Regions from separate parts of the Macaca mulatta genome. Here region 2 is linked to region 1. Evidence: chromatin contacts called from public Hi-C data. All regions are on one chromosome and are shown on one strand. Each heading gives the region's core, a stretch centred on a gene start, on an enhancer-like site or on the middle of the called end of the contact. The rest is flanking DNA. Distances are from core to core; before and after follow the strand shown. Region 1 holds the start of APOBEC3H (apolipoprotein B mRNA editing enzyme catalytic subunit 3H). Region 2 holds the start of APOBEC3D (apolipoprotein B mRNA editing enzyme catalytic subunit 3D).

What was found. Hi-C and Micro-C count contacts between places; a contact is called where the count stands out from the background.
Region 2: a Hi-C map of fetal cortical plate shows a contact between it and region 1, with 2.0 times the contacts expected there. The contact joins the promoter of APOBEC3D here to the promoter of APOBEC3H in region 1. A contact is called at or near these places in 3 of 14 Hi-C or Micro-C datasets (CD4 T cells, blood and fetal cortical plate).

The regions. Positions count from the first base shown.
Region 1 is chr10:12,461,390-12,466,705 of T2T-MMU8v2.0, reverse strand. APOBEC3H (apolipoprotein B mRNA editing enzyme catalytic subunit 3H) reads left to right here and starts at 1,817. Exons shown (of 5, transcript NM_001345935.1): 1 at 1,817-1,872; 2 at 4,807-4,963. The coding sequence starts at 4,814.
Region 2 is chr10:12,538,023-12,542,990 of T2T-MMU8v2.0, reverse strand. It overlaps APOBEC3D (apolipoprotein B mRNA editing enzyme catalytic subunit 3D), which reads left to right and starts at 2,030. Exons shown (of 7, transcript NM_001346002.1): 1 at 2,030-2,232; 2 at 3,527-3,683. The coding sequence starts at 2,216. It overlaps LOC144331706 (a long non-coding RNA gene), which reads right to left and starts at 1,536. Exons shown (of 3, transcript XR_013399075.1): 1 at 1,463-1,536. It also overlaps a transcript of APOBEC3C not described here.

The sequences.
Region 1 (5,316 bases), core at 568-3,067:
CTAGTCCTCGCCCTTGGGATTCAACTTTCCTTGGGGCTCTTTAGTTTTTCTTTCTCTTTTCTTTTTCTTTTTTTTAGATGGAGTTTTGATCTTGCCACCCAGGCTGGAGTGAAGTGGCACAGTCTTGGCTCGCTGCAACCTCTGCCTCCTAGGTTCAGATGATTCCCCTACTTCAGACTCCCGAGTAGCTAGGATTACAGGTGTCCGCCACCACGCCTGGCTAATTTTTGTATTTTTAGTAGAGACAAGGTTTCGCCATGTTGCCCAGGCTGGTCTCGAACTCCTGACCTCAGGTCATCAGCCTGCCTCAGCCTCCTGAAATGCTGGGATTATAGGCATGAGCCACGGCACCTGGCCTGGCTCTTTGGTGTTTATGATCTGAAGGGTGTTGGTTGATATGCATGAAGATGAGAACACGGGTTCCAGAATGCAAATGTGAAGTCCAGGTCCTTCATCTCTAACCTGGGAGGCCCTTTAGGAGCAGTAAGTCCCCTTCCTCGTGTCTCCTCTCCTCCTCTTTCCATGGAGCAATGAAGAACCTCAAAGCAGGTAGCTGTGGGGGAGGAGGGACACAGGAAGCCCTGGCCAGCCCTCCAGCTCTGCTGTTGATTTGCTGTGTGACCTGGGGACAGTATCTTAGCCTCTCTGTGCTTGGGACCTCCTCTGACTGTCAGGATCACGGTTCTCCCCTCCCAGTACTATCTGGGGACTGGGCAAGGTAATGGGCACTGGATCCGCTGGAGATGCAGTCCTGAGCCCTGACCCCAGTGCTCATTTCACATCAGGCTCAGGGTCCTGCCAGGAGGCTGAATGACAAAGGTCAGTGGGGTGGTGGGGAGGGGGCTGCAGCCTGCCCTGCCCACCAGGGGAATGACATCTGGCCTGTGGTCTCAGTCCTGGTCTGGATCCCTGTTCCTCTCTGTGGCTTCTATTCCTTTCGTTTATTATACTTCATTTTTTGAGACGGAGTCTCGCTCCTATTGCCCAGGCTGGAGTGCAGTTGGCCAGGTTGGTCTCGAACTCCTGACTTCGGGTGATCCACCTGCCTCACTCCCAGCACTCCCAAAGTGCTGGGATAACAGGCACCATGACCAGTCATCAATTCCTTCCTTCCTTCCTTCCTTCCTTCCTTCCTTCCTTCCTTCCTTCCTTCCTTCCTTCATCCCTCCCTCCCTCCCTCCCTCCCTTCCTCCCTTCCTTTTCTCCCTCTCTCCCTCCCTCCCTCCCTCCCTCCCTCCTTCCTTCCTTTCTCTCTCTCTTTTTTTTCAGTGTCTGGTTCTGTCACCAGGCTGGAGTGCAGTGGTGCGATCTCGACTCACTGCAACCTCTGCCTCCCAGGTTCAAGTGATTTCCCTGCCTCAGCCTCCCAAGTAGCTGGAACTACAGGCGCCCACCACCACGCCTGGCTAATTTTTTGTATTTTAGTAGAGACGGGGTTTCACCATGTTGGCCAGGATGGTCTTCATCTCCTTACCTCGTGATTTGCCCACCTCAGCCGCCCAAATGTTGGGATTACAGGTGTGAGCCACTGCATCCAGCCTTTGCTCCTTTGTAAACTGTACCTGGGGAGGGAATTGAGTCTGGCTGTACCTGGGGAGGGAATTGGGGATGGGAGGATGGGAGGTGAGGCATCTCCCTCAGACTTCCCCTGCCAAGCCTGAGGAACATAGATAAAGGAAGGAGCCTGAGGGATCTGAAGCACCCAGGGCCCTCCCACTCCAGTCCCCAAAAAAGGGAGAGGGTGGAGCCACCCTCATCAAGCCCTGAGAGGTGACTTTTGGGAGAGCTGCCTGGAAACAAAAGTGAAACTTAGTGCCCCAGACAAGCAGGGGCAAGCCTGCTAAGGAAGCTGTGGCCAGAAGCACAGATCAGGTACCGCTGCCCCCTCTGTCCACTGGGTCCTCTGCTGCCCCTTCCTGCCTGGCAGCCCTTCTGGGCCTCAGCCCTGGCCTCCCGCTGCCCCAATCCCATCCCTGGGCTCCTTCCCCTCTGACTCCCCTGCCGCCCCCACTCCCACCCAGGCTCTTTGCCCTGCTGTGTGGTCGCCCCACTGCTGCTTCTGAATGGGCTGCCTCCCCTACCTGCCCCAGTCCAGGTCCCCTGCTGAGACTCTCCCCTAAAAGTCATGGCTGGGCTGATGCTCCCCACCTTGGGAGGGTGCTCCCTCTGTGTGCTTCCTGCCATTCCTGGGTTCTGGAACTGGGAGAACCGAACTAAAGGATGACAGGAGCAATCTGGAATTTTGTTCAGAGCGCTTTGATGAACTTTCTGTAAGATTTACTTTGTTTCAATACAGAGTCTTAGGAGAAGGTGTGGGGAGGGAATGGTCTCTGAAGCACAAGGTAAATCTTGTTTTCCAAGGATGTCTCCACTGTGGGCAGAGGAGGACGCAGATGACCCCGAACACACGCTCCTCCTCCACGATCAGCATTCACCATTTATAATGACACCAGTAACATGGAATATAGGGAAAAACTTAATGATCAGGAGAAATGCTTTTATTTTAAAATTTAGTAAGAAGAGAGCCTGGTCCCCAACGGCTCCCTCCTGCAGGGCCCCGTGATGCAGAGGCTGGACAGGGCTGGCCTGGAAAGGGGCCCTAGCTCCATCTGTCCCCAGCTCTGTGGCCTGGGCGGGTTACCCCGCCTCTCTGCGCCTCTGGCCCCTCCTCTGTAAGATGGGAATGGCCCCTGCAGCCCTAGGGCAGCCTCACATGAGTTCAGATTCTCTCAGCACTTAGAAGAGGGCCTGGGCCTGGGGGATGGAGGTGCTACTCTGAATTTTTTTTTTTTTTTTTTTTTTGAGACGGAATCTCTGTCTGTCTCCCAGGCTGGAGAGTCATCTCAGCTCACCGCAAGCTCCGCCTCCCGAGTTCACCCCATTCTCCTGCCTGGCCAGGCACAATGGCTCATGCCTGTAATCCCAACACTTTGCGAAGCTGAGAGAGGAGGATCATCACTAGAGGCCGGGAGTTCCAAAGCAGCCTGGTCAATATAGGGAGACTCCTTATCTACCAAAACTAAAAAAATAAAATAAAATAAAAAAATAACATGAATAGTAAAATGCCAGGAATTAACTGAACTGAAATAGTAAGAGCTCTTATTTTGAAGTGGAGAATTTTATTCACTTTTCTTATTTTTAATGGGTTGGAGGATAGTTGGCAGAAATACTGCGAGGATGGGGGATCTGTCCCTGGAAAGACCAGGGCTGGTGCCCTGAGCTGGGAGAGGTCACCCTGGCCCTGCTGCCCCTGCCAGCATCTTCTCTTCCCCTCTCCCTGGTCCTCCTGCTTGGGAAAGCTGCAGAAATTCTCAGGACTTGGAGGCTTGAAATTCTCAGGAGTCTTCCAGAAAGCAGAATAGAAAGTAGAAGGGCAATGACCAATCAGAGAGGCCAAAGAGAGGGCGCTCAGGCCCTCAGGGAGACAGCACGGGTCACAATCCTGGCCGGGCATGGTGGCTCACGCCTATAATCCCAGCACTTTGGGAGGCCGAGGTGGGTGGATCACCTGAGGTCAAAGGAGTTCAAGACCAGCCTGGCCAACATGGTAAAACTCCATCTCTACAAAAATACAAAAACTAGCCAGGCATGAAGGAGAGTGCCTGTAATCCCAGCTACTTGGGAGGTTGAGGTGGGAGAATCGCTTGAACTGGGTAGGTAGAGGTTGCAGTGGGCCGAGATTGCACCATTGCACTCCAGCCTGGGCGACAGAGTGAGACTCTGTCTCAAAAAAATAAATAAATAAAATGAAATAAAATAAAAGCAAAATCCAAAATTGAATCCTCTGTAGAATGTAATCACAATTCAGCAGAGCAAAATCAATGTAACTCCTTCAGCCAAATATCTGTCACAACACTCCCTTGGTGACAACAGCTTTTCCTGTTCACCCAACTCTGTGTTTTGTGCAGACAAAATTGTGAAACACACACCTAAGCAAAGAGCACAGTGTTAGAGGAAGCTCCAGTCTCCACCCCGTCACTCCCCAAGAAGAAGGGTTCTGGTATTGGACATGTAGGGGTCGAGAGGCCTGTGGACCTCAAGGAGGGGGTGTCCAACTGCAGCTGGAAAGAGGGATCTGGGACTCAGGCGAGAGGCGTGTGAGCAGCTCAGAGAAGGTCTGAGCTCAGTGGAGCCAGAAAGGCACACCCACAGTTCTCAGGCAGGGGATCCCCACCCAACCCAGGCAGAATAGTGATGAGGTCAGGGCAGTCCCATACAAAGAGCCTCAGCTGTGGGCAGCAGCGGGTGCCCTCCCAGGTGGGAGGATGGGAAGTAGCAGACAAGGTGGGAAGAAGCACTCCCCTCCTCCTGCCCTCTTGCCAGCGCTTCCTCCCCCTCCTCCACTGCAGTCCTCCTGGCCAACAACTAAAGGGGAGACCCTCCCTCACCAAGGAGAGGGGTCCAAGTGAACAGAAAGAGTTGTGTTTGGCTGGCCGCAGTGGCTCACGCCTGTAATCCCAACACTTTGGGAGACCAAGGTGGGTGGATCACCTGAGTTCAGGAGTTCGAGACCAGCCTGGCCAACATGGTAAAACCCAGTATCTACTAAAAATACAAAAATTAGCTGGGTGTGGTGGTGGGCATCTCTAATCCCAGCTACTTGGGAGGCTGAGGCAGGAGAATCACTTGAACTTGGAAGGCGGTGGTTGTAGTGAGCCAAGATCGTGCCACTGCACTCCCGCCTGGGCGACAGAGGGAAACTCCGTCTCAAAAAACAAAAAAGAGTTGGGTTTGAAAAGTGGCTTGAGCTGGGGTGACTCCAGATGACGCCCCCTGCATCTTTCGTTTTCCCTTTCTGTTGCACAGAAACACGATGGCTCTGCTAACAGCCAAAACATTCAGCTTACAGTTTAACAACAAGCACCGTGTCAACAAGCCTTACTACCCGAGGAAGGCCCTCTTGTGTTACCAGCTGACGCCGCAGAATGGCTCCACGCCTACCAGAGGCCACTTAAAAAACAAGGTGCCACACGGGCTCTCTGGGCACAGGCCCGGCAGGGGCTAAACCCATCTGATGTGTGCAGGAAATACATGAAATGCCTGCCTATAAATTTCTCAATTGCTGATTTAACACCCTCTGTGTTTTCCGAACCCTCGGTCCCTGCCTGGGTTCTGGCTTAGCTGGGTCTGAGGGGCCCAGCTTCCCTAGGACGCTCCCCATTCCTTCCCGTCCCCGGGCCTCCGAAGAAGTCATCCCTTCTGTAGAATCCTTTCTGTGGAATGTTCCTTCTGCTCCTCTCCTTTACTCATTCTCCCGATCTCAGCTCAGTTACTACTTCGGGGAAGCCGAGGTGCCGTGCCACGGTCTGAGTGCAA
Region 2 (4,968 bases), core at 781-3,280, 76 kb before region 1:
AAGCAGCAACTCAGCAATGGAACCTCCCAGCTCCCAACCCTTCCTAGTGCCCACGGGCTTTCCCAAAGGGCAAGAGAACATTTCTCCTCCTATAATTGCCATCTCTTTGTTCTCCCGACATGGTGAACACCATCCGGACTGCGTGTATGTCCCAAATTACAATTCTTTCTTTGCTAATGAAATATGAAATTTAGAGGCTCTTCTCCACACTTTAAATTTGACTTGACATTTTCAAGGCAGATGTAAGTTATTAGAGAATGAGACTCTATAAAAATGACCCCTTCATGCCGTGGCCTCCATAGAAGATGCCCCGGGCCAGGTGTCCACACGGCGGGCATTTATTTTCTCGCAGATCTGGAGGCTGCAGGTCCAAGTTCGAGGGTTGGGTGGAGTTGTTTTCTCTGAGGTCAATTCTCCTGGCTGGCAGGGAGTCTCCCAGCCGTGTCCTCTGTGGCTTTTCCTCTATGCACCTGCACCTCTGGGGTCTCTCTGCCTCCAAATATCAAATATCAACCTTTTTTTTTTTTTCTTTGAGACAGAGTTTTGCTCTTGTTGTCCAGGCTGGAGTGCAATGGCACGATCTCGGCTCACTGCAACCTCTGCCTCCCGAGTTCAAGCGATTCTTCTGCTTCAGCCTCCCAAGTACCTGGGACTAAAGGCATGCGTCACCACACCTGATTAATTTTGTAGTTTTAGTAGAGAAGGGATCTCACCATGTTGGCCATGCTTGCTCTCGAACTCCTGACCGCAGGTGATCTGCCTGTCTTGGCCTCCCCAAGTGCTGGGATTACAGGTGTGAGCCACTGCCCGCCTGGGATCATATGTTACATGCATATTTGTTTGATAAGCCTGGACTGCAACCACCTACATGAATATTCATAGCTCCTCCTGTAGCCTGTTGAATATGTATGTTTAGCCAACCTCTTCAGCATAAAGCTCCTGCCCCAACCCCTCCTGCTTCTAAATGTCTGTCTCTGGTGTTTCCCAGAGGCTGCTTTTCCCAGGCTGTAGGATGGCCACCTTGCAGGCTATCACCCTTATCAAGAAATAAAGTGTTCTTTGTAAATGTATACCTTGTATAATTTTTAGGTCTCTGCACCATGGGAGCACGCTACCAGGGGAAGGGAGCTGTGAGACCCACAGGGAGTCCCCAGACAGGCTGGCGTGGGACACCAGCCGCTGCCCTTCCATGACATGGGGACAAGAGAGGGCAAAAGTTCATTCTACCAGGGAGCAACTCCGGGCCGGAGATGGGGAAGGAGGAGAAGCAGGAAGGAAAGAGCTCAGTTTGGGGGCGCACATGACATCTTGGTGGGACATCTGAGGCCCACACCCACCTGCTGTCCCCCACTCCCATGGTGGCCTCCTAGTGTGAAGGCCTGGGGGGAGGTAGACGCCATGCCCTTCACTCTCCCTCCCTGTCCCCATGGCTGCTGGGTGGGGGGTGTCTCTGGGTTGATACCTGAGGGCAGGATCTGGGAGTCCCTGCAGAGGCATCAGCCTGTCTGTCTTGATGGTGGAGAGGAGGCTCCAGCTGGGCGGGACCACCAGGGGAGGGGCCTCTGCTCTGCTGGCTCAGCCTGGTGTGGACCCACCTCCAGGCCTCTGGCTGCAATGACTTTCTCTTTCACTTTGCAATGGCCTTGGGTCCTGCCTCAAGGAGCAGCCTGTCTTTGTCACAGGTCCCTCTACACAGGGGAGGGCCCCAGAGAAAACCAGAAACAGGGTGAAAGACTGAGTAAGATAAGCATCCCATGGCCTCCCACACCAGCGCCAGAACAGGAAGGGGGAGGGGCCAAGACTCACAAGGCCTTGGGAGGTCACTTTTTTTTGAGACAGAGTCTCCCTCTCTCACCGAGGCTGGAGTACAGTGGCACGATCTCGACTCACTGCAACCTCCGCCTCCCGGGTTCAAGCGAGCCTCCCGAGTAGCTGGGATTGCAGGTGCCCACCACCACACCCGGCTAATTTTTGTATTTTTAGTAGAGACGGGGTTTCTGCATTTTGGTCAGGCTGGTCTGGAACTCCTGACCTCGTGATCCGCCTGCCTCAGCCTCCCAAAGTGCTGGGATTACAGGCGTGAGCCACCGTGCCTGGCTGGGAGGTCATTTTAAGGAGGGCTGCCCAACTGCAAGGGCGCTGTAAGCAGGAAGTGAAACCACAGCGCTTCAAAAAAAAGAGCGGGACTGGGACAAGCGTATCTAAGAGGCTGAACATGAATCCACAGATCAGGTACCGCTGCCCACTCAGTCCGCCCGGGTCTCTCCGGCCCCTTCCTGTCTGGTGGTCCTGCTGGGCCTCAGCCCTGGCCTCCCTCTGCCCCAGCCCCAACCCCAGACTTCCTTCCCTCTGGCTTCCCTGCTATCCCCACTCCCAGCCACGCTACTTGCCCTGCTGTGTGGTTGCCCCACTGCTGTTTCTGAATGGGCAACCTTCCCCACCTGCCACAGCCCAGGCCCCCTGCTGAGACTGTCCACTGAAAGTCATGGCCAGGTTGGTGCTCCCCGCCCTGAGAGGGTGCTCCCTCTGTGTGCTTCTCGCCATTCCTGAGCTCAGGAACTGGGAGAATTGAACTAAAGGATGATTGGGGCAATCAGGTATTTTGTTTACAGCGCTTTGTTGGACTTTCTGTAAGATTTACTTTGTTTAAATACAAAGTCTTAGGAGAGGGTGTGGGGAGGGAATGATTTCTGAAGCACAGGATAAATCATATCATCCAAGGATGACTCCACAGTCAGCAGATGACCCCAGACAGGTTCCACTCCAAGGTCACTCTTCATCTTTTAGAACATGACCAGTAACATGGAATGTGAGAAAGAACGCAATGATCAGGAGAAATGTTCTGATTTTAAAATTTAGTGAAAAGAGAGCCCAGTCCCCAACAGCTTTCTCCTGCAGGGCCCTGTGATGCAGAGACTGGACAGGGCTGGCCTGGAAAGGGGCCCCAGCTCCATCTGTCCCAGCTCTGTGGCCTGGGCAGGTTACCCCGCCTCTCTGCACCTCTGGCCCCTCCTCTGTAAGATGGGAATGGCCCCGGCAGGCCTAGGGCAGCCTCACATGAGCTCATACCCACGCAGCACTTAGAAGAGTGGCCTGGGCCTCAGAAATCGGTTCAACCATGATTTTAAAATAATGTTAACATGCAAAGTGAAGCATCAGGAAGGTATTGAGCTGAAAGGTTAAAAGCCATTTTTTAAGGGTGAAGAGTTTTATTATCTTTTGCATTTTCTTAATGAGTTGGGCAGTGGGTTGGCAGAAATACTGAGAAGGTGGGGAATGTACCCCTGGAAAGGCCAGAGTTGGGCCTGAGTTGGGAGAGATCGCCCCGGCCCTGGCGCCCCTGCCAGCGTCCCCGCCTCTTCCTCTCCCCTCAGTCTTCCTGCCTGGGAAGACAGCACAAATTCTCAGGGCTGTGGAGGAGTGGGGGAGGCCCAGGGCCATCCCAGGAGCTGTGTTCAGTGGACATGAGCCCCGAGGACTCCAGGGAGGGCTCTCTGCATGGCAGATTTCTCTCTTTTGCCTTCAGAAATCCGATGGAGGGGATGGATCGACACGCATTCAACTACAACTTTGAAAATGAACCCATCCTCTATGGTCGGAGCTACACCTGGCTGTGCTACGAAGTGAAAATAAGGAAGGACCCCTCAAAGCTCCCTTGGGACACAGGGGTCTTTCGAGGCCAGGTACGACCCAAACTTCAGTCGAATCGTAGGTACGAACTAAGCAACTGGGAATGCAGAAAACGCGTAAGTAAAATGCCCGGTGGCGGGCTCTCAATTGTATATTTTTTCCCACATTTATTTTTTTTCTTTCTTTCTTATTTATTTATTTATTTTGAGACAGAGTCTCCATCTGTCGCCCAGGCTGAAGTGCAGTGGTGCGATCTCGGCTCACTGCAACCTCTGTCTCCTGGGTTCAAGCGATTCTCCTGCCTCAGCGTCCTGAGTAGCTGGGACTACAGGCACCTGCCACCACGCCAGGCTAATTTTACTATTTTCAGTAGAAATGGGTTTTCACCATGTTGAGCAGGCTGGTCTCGAATGCCTGATCTCAGGTGATTCACCTGCCTTGGCCTCCCAAAGTTCTGGGATTACAGGCGTGAGCCAGTGTGCCTGGCCACATTCCACATTTCTTTATTTCTTTTATTTCTTTCTTTTTTTTTTTTCTTTTTTTTTTTTGAGACAGAGTTTTGCTCTTGTTGTCCAGGCTAGAGTGCAATGGCTCAATCTTGGCTCATTCAACTTCCGCCTCCTGGGTTCAAGCGATTATCCTGCCTCAGCTGCCTGAATAGCTGGGATTACAGGTGCCTGCCACCATGCCCAGCTAATTTTTTGTATTTTTAATAGAGACGGGATTTCACCATGTTGGCCAGGCTGGCCTTGAACTCCTGACCTCAGGTGATCCGCTCACCTCGGCCTCCCAAAGTGCTGGGAACACAGATATGAGCCACTGTGCCGGGCCTCCACTTCCCACATATCTTAAGTCTGTAGCCCAGACCTTCCTGCTTGACTGCCCCAGCCACTGCCCTGATTCCTCCATGGCAAAGATGCATCATCACAGGATGGTGAACCCTCACTCCTCACCCTGCCACCCCGACTCAGGACACTAAGCTCCCCGCCTTGTCCCACCCATCCCTACGGCCCCCTCCGCCCAGGCAGGAAACTTTTCAGTGTGTTTGGGGAGGGAGCCGTCTGTGTGCTGGGCAGGCCTGACCTACAGCGGTGCTGGCCACGGAAACACCCAGGACTCAGGAGTGAAGCACAAGTGTTTCCAGTCCCCACACGCTAAAAAGGCGACAAAAACTGGTAAAAGTAATTTTAATATTTAATTTAATCCCATGTAGCTAACATATTACTTCAACATTGATTAACATAAAATTATTTGTGAGATAGTGAAGTTTCTTTTTCTTCTCACACTGAAATGAGCAGTGTATGGTGTATTTTTCATGTGCTGAGGTCTCTCATCAGA